2 separate regions of the Mus musculus genome follow, and region 1 is linked to region 2. The links are chromatin contacts, called in public promoter capture Hi-C maps. All regions are on one chromosome and are shown on one strand. The core of a region is the stretch at or near the end of the contact, and the rest is flanking DNA. Distances in the headings are between cores, read along the strand shown. Region 1 holds the start of Crispld1 (cysteine-rich secretory protein LCCL domain containing 1). Region 2 holds the start of Ube2w (ubiquitin-conjugating enzyme E2W (putative)).

Region 1 (5,242 bases), core at 1,010-3,509, 1.1 Mb after region 2:
CAGAGGTAGGTTAGCATACATTTTAAGGTAGTTCCTTACTTTCCACATACATGGATAATTACAGCATGCGGAATAGAATACTAGCAAAAGAAAATCATCTTTGCAGAAACATGTCAATTCCAGTGCTTTAGGCTACAAGTAGCTAATACTCAAGCCAAGCCAGTGTGGCTTAAACATCCATTTGTTATCTCCCATAACAAGAAAATGGAGTGATTGGTCAGGAACAGGGAGGAACAGACACTATTTATTCTTTTGTTCAACAGGTAAAGAGGTCATTCTTTAGTCTGTCCCTTCTCTTTGCTCAATAACAACTGTACTTTTCAAATCTCACAAATTAGCACCTAAAGATAATTTTTCTTTTGATCACAAAAGAAAACCACTGCAACCCCTGTCCTCAGCTCTAAATTCAGCCCTGCCTTCCTTGAATGATGAGCAAGCATTGCTTGAACTGTCTCTTACTACACTAGTCACTGCTACAGGGATCTATTTTCAACGTTGCTTAGAATAAGCACCAGTCACTTCCTAAGGTTGCTGCTGATGAGAAGGTGGGGACCCCATGTAAAACCAGACGCTACAGTTTCAGATGGAACAAAGATGTGGGAGATTATGTGTTGGCCAAGTACACAGCAGTATCTGCCACAATAGAGTAGAAATGCCACAACCTGCCATGGCTTTACAAGGGACTGCTTCAGTCATAAACCAAAGTGCCATTTTGACATTCATTTGATGTGGATAAGTTGTGCCTTTCTGTTGACAAATAGACGTTGCAATAATAAATAAAAACATGAACTGTATCAAAGAAAAGCTTATATAGTAAATTGGAAATGCAAGATTATTGAAGGCTTATGCTTAATATGATGAATATTTAGGCCATTCTTATATTAAATGTGATAATTGCCTTACCAAATTTCTTATCATCTTTATTTAAGTTCCTCTTCAAATATTTCAAAAATATGCAATCACTTTTAACAGATTTAACTCAATTCTCTCTATGATTTTTCAATGACACATAAAGTGTTCCATGTAGACATGATCTCCATCTTTACTATACTATACTATTACTATATCACCTGTCCTTTATCAGAAACTGGACTGTTTTAGATGTAAAAGCCCTATTTCCTGAATGCTAGGGACACTAATTATGAATTAATATTCCCAAACTACAAATTTGCATCTATTCTGTGTGTACAACGCTAAAGAAAAACCTTGTGACTCTATACCTGAGAATGTTCAGTGTGGCTCTCTTTCTGATATGTCTGCTTCCCATTCTTTGCTATTCTAGGAAACAAAGATTCATGTCACCAGGGACTTTGGGGTCTGACTACAGAAGAGCAGCTGGATAATGGAAAGAGACAGGTAATGGTTGGAACAATCTGATTTGGTCTTTGAGACATTCCAGATATAGAGACAGAAATTTGAGGTGAGGACTCTCAAAGGAGCCGATGCAAAGGCAGGGGAATTAGATAATCCACTTCAAAACAAAGTGTGCTTGTACAAACTGCACCACACTCAGTAGGGCAATACTTTTTGAGTTTACAATTAGTAAATTCCTACTCTAGGATGCAAAACAGGTATCTGTCCTGGGACTGAATTTTGAGATTCTGACAGTCTATCAATGATATATTGTTTAAAGGACTCTTCTTATTTTCACAAATGCCAAATGCTGGTGATCCTTTTTCAGAAGCCAACACCGCATGTTTCCTGACATGTCTCAACTGTCAGGCAATATCCACTTCAATAGTCTTCTGAAAGTCTTTCTCCATCTGGTCCTCATTAAGCTTTAGTAGCCAAAGAAAGACTTCTTCCTTCTAGAAACTAGAGACCAATGGGGATCCATTAGAAAAAAATAAAAAAACCTGTTTCTCTTTTTATCCCACCCCCTAGATTTCCTTTTGTGTGTACAAGACTGGAAGTTCTTAGCGTACCTCCATGCCCACTTACCTCAAGTTCTGGGGCTAGCTCCTTTGCAACCAGACTGTAAGTAATTTCAGCATCCCATCAGAGAGAATCTTAGGGGGAGGGTGTTTGATCTGAGAGAGGTGGGAGAAGCTAGAGGCTCTCTTCCCCCAGGGTCCAGACCTTGCCGTCCTCCACTCACAAAGGCACAGTGCACGCCCACAAAAGATCCTGGCTTGCTGCAAGTCGACTCCCACAGGCCAGAACTGGGTGGAGGTGGAGGTGGGGGTGGTAAAGGAGGGCTCTGGCATCACGTGCCTGTGCAGGCACCTCAATAAATGCCGAGTGCTGAGGAGCGGCGGAAGCGCCTGGCGCCAGGGCTCTGCAAGCTGAAGCAGGAGGTCCCCGGGGAGTTTTTCCTTTGTCCCACCTCACCCTAGATCTCTGGAACACCGGGAGCCCAACTCTGAGAGCTGCTTTCAGGGGCACTTTGCTAACTTTGAAGCCCGTGCCCACTGCTCCTCCCAGGTTTGCTTTGAGTCGCAGAGCTAGGGGCTCGCGTCCCCAGGGGTCAGCCAGCTCCTCACTCTGACTCCCGTGGTGGCCTGGTCCTTGTCGCCTCTGTGAAGGGCAGAGTCAAGGCAAGGAGCAGCTGCAGAGACAAGCAGTTCTGCCAGGCTCCGCTCTCCGGGGAACATCACACTGGAGAGGTAAGGGCGATGCACAAGCTGCATCCAGAGTGGTCCAGCTGCCAGGTTTTCCTGGTTCCCTGTTTGGAAACATCATCTAGGAAAAACTGACTTGTAGAGAAAGGTCTGGCCAAGAAAGGGTAGATGGGTTGCAGGGCAGGAACTCTTCATTTCACCTTGTCCTGGGGACGCCCTCCCCGCAGGGTTCAAGTGAACCTTGGCCTCCTGTTGTATGTGAGGGACATACTCTGAAGTTCTCCAGGAGAGCGCTTGGTAGGGTTAAATTCACATGTTGGGCACAAATTTTGCCGGAATATGGGAATAAGATTGATTTTTCCATCTGCACATGGGTGAAAAAAAAAAAGTTGCTCCAGGGGCCTGAGCCATTCATTTGCAGTGAACCTCGGGGCCATCTCCAGGTACCAGCAATACAGGCATGAGTCGTGTATGAATAGCTATGAACCAGAGATGAAATGCTGGGATATTGTGCCTTTAAAAATAAAAATAAAACAAAGCAAATTAAATAGAAAACTTGAAAGTTTCTGCAGAATGTAAAAGCTTCCAGACAAAAATAAAACACTATATAAATAGTACTCATTGTAAGGTATGTCATTTAAAACCTTGTAATTCAGAAATTATTCTCAAGCCTTGAGCTTCCCCGGCTCCTTTTGCCCTCGACTTTTGGCTTAGTGGTTAGCTTGGAAAAATATTTTGTGTCAACAGCACATTGTAAAAGTTCTTTATGGAAAAATGGAGGTGATAGAAAACGTATTTTCAAAACCGGAGTGCTTATGTGTTGGGGTTTGCTATCATAAAATAATTTCATCTGAATCGTGTGACATGTCTTATAGCCACAAGGAGTGGAAGAGCCTGTCTTGGAGATTTTCCCCGGGGAAACCCAGAGGCCATTCATTATGATGTGTAAGGCACAGGAGTGGCTCAGAGTGACCGCACTGCTATTTGTGGCTAGAGCAGTTCCAGCTATGGTGGTTCCTAATGCCACTTTGCTGGAGAAACTTTTGGAAAAATACATGGATGAGGATGGTGAATGGTGGACAGCTAAGCAAAGAGGGAAAAGAGCCATCACAGACAATGATATGCAGAGCATCTTGGATCTCCATAATAAACTGAGAAGTCAGGTGTACCCAACAGCTTCTAATATGGAGTATATGGTAAGACATGTTCACGTGGTGTATATCAAAGAAATGTTCTTGGTGCCTAGGGCAGCATAGATAAACTCATTCATGCTGTTCTTTAATCTTTTCCCACTCATTCTGCTTTAATTTTTAACATTTTCTTCAAGTATATCCTTATCTGCACACTATCTGTTCATGTTTCTGTTGTTAAGAGCTCTTTCAATTTCAGTGTAAACTTAAGTACCTTCAGATCCACTGTTCCTAAGTATTCTAAACTCTGCTTTAAAGGTAGGTCACCCCTTTCCTAAATAGTTACTGTATCGACTTTAAATGCCTCTTTTTACATTTAATTCTTTTGTGTAGGGGGGGGGGGTCACATGCCATGATGAAGAGGTGGAGAGGCCAACTTTCAGCAGTCATTCTCTCTTTTAGCACATGAACTCAGGTCATCAACTTTGAACCTCAGGTTTTGTCTTTATTGGCTGAGCCATCTGGCCAGCTCCTGTGTTAACTTTCAATCTACTTAGTAGAAAGATTATGCTCTAGGGCCTCTTAGGACCTTCCTATAAATAGTGGAGCTACACAACTCAGACCAAGACTTAGTGAAGAGTTCTGAATTGTTGGCACACATGTATGCCCCCAGTAGACCTTTATTTCTTGCAAATATGAAAACCACTTTATACCTATTTTATGTTTAAATGCTTTAGCCAATTTATTGTTTGTAATCTTCAAAGTGTAAATATAACAGGATCATTTTGTCCTTAATTACCTCGTATAAATCAACAGGTTTGGGACACAAAATTAGTTCTTTAAAATTATTTGCATACCTTACATATTTAGATAAGCTTTCAAACTGTATTATATTACTCCCATGAACTGTGCTAGCAAAGCCAGCTAGCCAATACTTCAGTGACAGCAAAGTTTATTTAATGAGCATATTCAAAGGCACACTTCAGACAGGTTGTGTGATGTAGGTAGTTGTAGTGCATTCCTCTTATTCCTTTTTACCCTGTATTTACATTAGTTCTGCTGGTTATTCCTTTAGATAAATCAATAGAACCATGGCTGTTCTAACTTTCCATTACCCTTTAGAAAATAGTACAATACATCTTTTAAACTTTTTTAAAAAATTGTTTTATGCTAAAGAAAGGTTGCATTCAATACACCTCCTCAGAAACTGGGATTTTTGGGCCCATGTAGAAGTCCTGGTCACATGACTCACTGGCTGTGTGAATGGCCACATACTAAAGTTTCTCTGCTGCATGCTCCTTAAGGCTATCTATGCCAAGAACGGTTGTGGTGATTAACTGAAATAGCCTGAGGTTTAATTCTCTAAGATAAATATTACAAGGTGACAATATGTTATAAAGAAATATGTAATGGATTTTTAGGCTTCCTGGCACTACTTATATTTGGGATCTAAAGAGATTGTTCAGTTCTCAAAATTCCTTGCAGGATGTGATGTCATAATATTGAATACAAAATAAATATATTTCTTTTTGAGTGCTTAAGGGGAAAAAT
Region 2 (5,774 bases), core at 2,952-5,451:
GCGGCTTTACTATACTTACAAGCTTTGTTCACAGTTAAGAGTAAAGCACTGTCTTCCTGCTTTCATGAAGTCATCTCGAAGGGCTGCCTGAATGGTTAAAAATCTATCCACTTCTAAGATACAAGAGATAGATCACAAAATAAAAGGGACAGAATTCCCATCACTTTGTGCTTTGCTCACTTATGTCTGTCATTTACAGAGAACACCCTCAGAGAGAGAGAGAGGGAGAGAGAGGGGTCCACAAAGAATAACCACTTATTGCAATTACATTACTTATATAGTTGACAAACATCCGCTATTACGTGCTAAATTCCTAAGATCATAACCATATAAGGGGTCAAATTAGGAAAACACACCAGATTAATTTTAGTAGTGGCGCCTTACTCACTCAGCCACCTTATTATCCCAATTAAGTTAAAAAAAAAAAAAAAAAAAAAAAAAAAGTTGAGACAGGGCCTCATATGTGGCCCTGGCTGTCATAGAACTTACTATGTAGACCAAACTGGCCTAGTTCACAGAGATTTTCCTGCCTCTGCCTCCTAAGTGCAGGAATTAAAGGCTTGCATCAGCATGCCCAGCTTCGATCAGGTAAAATTTAAAACTTCTAGTTTAAAAGGAGTCTGAACAAAATGGCTAAATACTAAATTTGAAAATATGTATGAAAGTCAGACTACATGTTTCATAACATGAAATGAGCTATAAGAAATGGAAAAATAAATATATATAATACAAATACATACACACATACAGTTAAAAAACCAAAAATGCAATTTCAGGGTTTGGCTAAAGTTAATATACCAGTATTGTTAAACTTTACAAACATTTCAGAATCACATTTAAAAAGTAATAAAACAATTCTCTTGCAGTATATAAGGAAAGTTTTAAACTCATCTTCCAAGTGCTACTAGCACTGAAACCTATTTTCTGAATTAACAAAATTAAGTTTATGTCTATTTCTTTATCGTCTACCATTTTAAGTATTGCCGTTTAGCAAATCATTCTTTTAAGAATGAATTCTTAGGGCTGGAGAGATGGATCAGCAACTAAGAGTGCTTGTTGATCTTTCAGAGGCCCCAGCACCCACATGGTGACTCCAGTTTCAGTGGGTCTAAAGCCATCTTCTGGCCCCTTCAGGCATACACAGACATACATGCCAGGCAAAACGCCCATGCACATAAAACTAAAATATATCCAAAAAAGCTTTTTCTAAAGGAAGAATTCTTAAAATATTATCTCACTTGGTGATTTCTGACTTTGCTTGTAAAAGAACTAGTAGGAAGCATAGGTGAGGCAAAATGGAAAAGGATGGATCAGGGTGTGAAACGCATCCCACTGAACTGTACCCAGATGAATCTAGCAACAGCAGCTTCCCCACAGCACATGGGCATGAGAACAAAACCCTGTATCCCTCACCTTCCTAGCCAGCTTCCGGGCTGGGCTCTTCCAGCCGCCAACATCGTCATCTATCTTACTGTACTTAGTGTGAATGGAAGAAAGTTGAGAAGCACTGGCAGGATGCATGACAGCAAAGTCAGACACAGTGGAACAACCTGCAAGCCCAGGACTCAGGAGACCCAGGCAGGAAGAGCGCAAATGTGAGGTAAGCATAGGCTACCCAGCAAGAACCGGTTTCAATGAATGAAGATAAAACACATAAAAGCAAGCTGGGCAGTAGTGGCGCACACCTTTAATCTCATCCAGCACTCAGGAGGCAGAGGCAAGTGGACCTGAGAGTTTAGGGTCAGCCTGGTCTAGTTCCAGAAAAGCCAAAACAAAAACATAAAGGTAATTATAATCTCAAAGTCCACATTCTCTAGTTAGAAGTGAAGACTTTCCTTACTTGGTTTTACTATATATAAAAATTATTTCATTGTTACCAAGTAATCAAACCCCACATTACATATGTATGCATGTTTTTAAAATACAGCAGCTTAAGTAACCTTTTCTTTAGCAAAAACAATATCCCCTAGGGTAAGATGAATTAATGAACACATTTGATCACTTATAGTGTTATGTTAAGTTATTTTGAAAAGAGTTAACTTCTGCTGTAAAGATGGTCAGGAAATAAACTTTGAGCAAAGATACCAAATGAAAACCACACCAAAGAGTGATTCTGCTATTGAGCTGAGAGCCAGTTCAGAAGTTAAGAGAAAGAACTACTCTTGAGAAGACCCTGGTTTGATTCCCAGCACCCATAGCCAATACCTGGCAAGCACCTGTAACTCAGATCCAGAGCAGGTGTGGCCTACACAGGTACTTTCATACCCACATACCCACCCAGAGATAACATACACAATTAAGAAATAAGAAATAAATCTGTGTCAAAATGCTACTATTTCCAGGAAAAATGATCAGATACTTTAAAAGAGATACATATAAAAGGTCAAGATTTAACTTTAGAACAGAAAGGATCCGTTCCCACTCTAATCCAACAAAAGAAAGACGCTGCTACTCTTCCACAGCACTGCCTGAGGCATAGAAACAGGCATAAAAAGCACTTTCCCCCACTGCTGAAGACAAAGTAAATTCCAAAAATAGCAATCTCTTACAAACAAATCTGCCTTTTCCAAAAACTAAGTATAAAAGCTAACCAGCTCTCATGCCAGATACAATCCCAGTGTGGATTTTAATCTTCATTTTTAGTCTTAAATAATGCCTGTATCTTAAGACAGATCACCGTCAAGTGTTAGTAACAAATAATGTCTTAATACAGATAAAAATCTTAAAGCAATCATATAGCCCATCTGCTGTCAACTGATGTTCCACAGTTCCTTTTTTGGCCTCAAATGATGAAACTTCTCTAACGTCTCTGGGGAGACTAGTAAAGTATAACGTTTCCTGAAATTGTTCTTGTTTCACTGCACCATTTCGTGACACCTCTTCACCTAAGAATGCTACTGCAGGAAAGGCCAAAAGTACAAGCAAATGCAAAAAGAATACCATAAGGAAAGCTGATTGAAGGAAGATACAGGGGAAGGAGGGAAATGCGTAAGAATGCAAACCATTGCTAGCAGAGAAGCGCCAACAACGAGATCTTGCTTATTCTTCTAGAAACAAAAACCAAAAATTCTAAGGAAAATGCGGATGTTACTCGAGGATGATGTTAAAACTCCAAAAAGCGTTCCGCTGACACGCTACAAGAGTTCTACTCTCTCTTCCTATGTGCTTTAACACCGCTAGCCCTATCTGCAAATTAAATGCCGGCTATAGATAATGCAATCTCTAGAAACTACAATTGTGGTTGCCATCTTTGCCTGAAAATTTTTTCTTTTATTGGATTTGCAAGGGGGGGGGGGAATACATTAAGTTGGAAGCTACAAAAAACACCTTCAAGTCTGACAGAGCACAGGTTAACAGGCGTCTCCTACCAAACTAAGGTTTTAAAGGTCTGGGAAAGAAAGGCAAAGGAGCCACGGCCTTACCAATCCCGCAAGGGTGGGGCATCGCAAGAAAAAAAAATTTAAGAGGGCGAGTTTCTATCGAGGCCGAGGAGCAGGCCCACGAGCTCGCACGTTGTGGTAGCACAGGACGCTGGGGACAGGGACGAAGGGCGGCTTCGAAGAAGAGACGTGGGCTGCCAGGGAATGCCCAGAGTGCGGGCTGATAGAAGGAGGCACCCACCGGGCACCGGATGAAGATCAGAGAAGAACGAGCATGAGTCCGGCGATCCGAGGCTGCGCGTGGGAGGCCGGGCAGAGGCCGCGGAGCGCCGTGGGCAGGCGGCCGTCCTCGGCGAGGGGCTCTGCCGGTCTCCGGCCGCCCCGACCGCGGGTGACGGCGGCGGGCACAGCTGTTTCCACCCCGCTGGGGAGCGCGAGGGGAAAAGCATCCCGGCGGTGGCCAGGGAGCCGAGCGGCAGGCATCCTCGCGTAGGGGCGCGGAGCGGAGCCCCCACCGCGAAGCGCACGACGAACTTCGCCCTTTCTTCCCCCTAAGCCGCCTTTATGCCACAACTTCGCGGCCGCTACTGTCCGCGGCCACCGGCCGACACCCCCGCTCGGCTCGCCGCCAGGCGATCCCCCGACGCCCCGAGGTCAGGGAAGGTCGCCCGGAGCCAGGCCCAGAGGTCTCGGACGCCGACCCCGCGCAGACGCTCACCTCGTCTCGATGGCCCCCTCGCCCTCCCCGCTGCAGCAGCTCCGCTCACCTGCATTGACGCCATGATGAAACCATCCCCCCAAGGCCAGCGAGGCCCGAGACGCAGGGGGCGGAGCCGCCGTGCTCGCGTCACGCCGCGGGGGCCCAACATCCCGGGCACGGGGGTGGAGTCGCCGATGGGAAGGGGCCCGCGTGTCCGATTGGCTAGCGCGCGGGTGCCCGGGGCGGGGCGGGGCGGGGCCAGGCCGGGCTCCCTAGGTACCTTGCATCCCAGCCAATTTATACGCGGGCCCACCCTCAGTGCTGGCGGAGGCGCTGCTCCAGGTCGGACTGAAGCGTTATGCCGAGGTCACAATGCTGTCCGGGCATTTGGCAGGGAGGGGATCTCATTTTGTTTTTCCAGCTACAAGTGTAAGATTTACAGCCCACCCCCTTCATATGTCTTTTTTACACCTACCGTGTTTTCGCTCCTGAGGCAGATACAACTTCGCCTGGAGATGCTTTCTGGTATTTGCAGACCTAGGAAGCTTCTACTTTGAGGGGCAGAGAGTCACAGGTTTCCCTATAGGACAGAATGAAAACTGAGAGCAGTGATCTTAAAAGCAAGAACAATTGGATTTGAAACGTGCTGGAAAGGGAAGGAGGGTGAATAATGGAGTTCCCTTTTGTGTGCAATTTTCTAGTTCCCTAACCCTCTAAATTGTAAAGTCCAGGTATACCATAAGAGTCGTTGTTACATCAGTCTTACTTTTGATTAACAATTTGACTCTAGCCGTGAAATCTCAATATAATGAATATAGTTTACGTAATTTAATACTTAATACTTAATACTTAAACCTTCTGCCATGCCTAGATTTCTCTTCACCCTATTCTGTGGTGGGCAGTTGCATGATCAGACGACCTATGAGTGAGCTTGAGTAGAAATCGCTGAGCATACAGAATTTATTCTAGGAATGCACCAGTTCTGCCAGCATTTATCAGAAGTCACATTTTTAAAGCTCCTCCGGAACCAAAGATGTCGTTTACTTAAATACCAAACGAAAAATGGAAGCCAAAAGCTTGCACCTCATGTCCTGTCTCTAAAGGAATCAGAGAGGATGGCATGTTGAGTAGAAGGCTTTTACTTTACCCGGATGAAAGTTTAAATCTTTATTTTTATTGACTTGGCTTCATTTTTAGACATTTCTCTAAAATATAAATATAATGGTGATGTAGGTTATCACTCTCACACTTAAGCTAGAGCACGATGTTCCTCTGAGAACATCCGTAAGGAAATGTGTTCAAGAGAGGAAAAGATGTCTAAATCTGCCAGTTTTTCTGTGGTGTAATATTCAAGACGGTTTCTCTTCACCATGGAGGAACTTTTCCATGGGGTTTGCATGACTTGGAGTACAGGACTCAACCAGAAGCATATCCGCTATCAGTTCAGGTATGTCGTTACCATCACAACATGGAACAAAGTGCCCACATAGCCCAGTGATGAGGTACGCTTACAGGAAAGAGTCTCCACCAGGCCTTCCAGAGATCTTTGTCCCTGTGATCTCAGGCTGTAATGTACCAGCTAATGTTCATGTTGTTTTAAAAGTTGATTCTTCTCAAAGGTGTAAATGACAAAGGAGACTCTACAAACATGGCATTATGACCTCATCAAAGTAAATGGCCTACTAGACAAGGTA

What was found. Promoter capture Hi-C pulls out the DNA fragments that hold promoters and counts their contacts.
Region 1: a contact with region 2 is called in a promoter capture Hi-C map of cranial neural crest. The contact joins the promoter of Crispld1 here to the promoter of Ube2w in region 2. A contact is called at or near these places in 2 of 39 promoter capture datasets (cranial neural crest and maxillary cranial neural crest).

The regions. Positions count from the first base shown.
Region 1 is chr1:17,725,158-17,730,399 of GRCm38.p6, forward strand. It overlaps Crispld1 (cysteine-rich secretory protein LCCL domain containing 1), which reads left to right and starts at 2,260. Exons shown (of 15, transcript NM_031402.2): 1 at 2,260-2,606; 2 at 3,437-3,757. The coding sequence starts at 3,500. It overlaps Gm16070 (predicted gene 16070), which reads right to left and starts at 2,489. Exons shown (of 7, transcript NR_130314.1): 1 at 1,942-2,489.
Region 2 is chr1:16,615,090-16,620,863 of GRCm38.p6, forward strand. It overlaps Ube2w (ubiquitin-conjugating enzyme E2W (putative)), which reads right to left and starts at 4,202. Exons shown (of 6, transcript NM_025773.4): 1 at 4,148-4,202. The coding sequence starts at 4,162.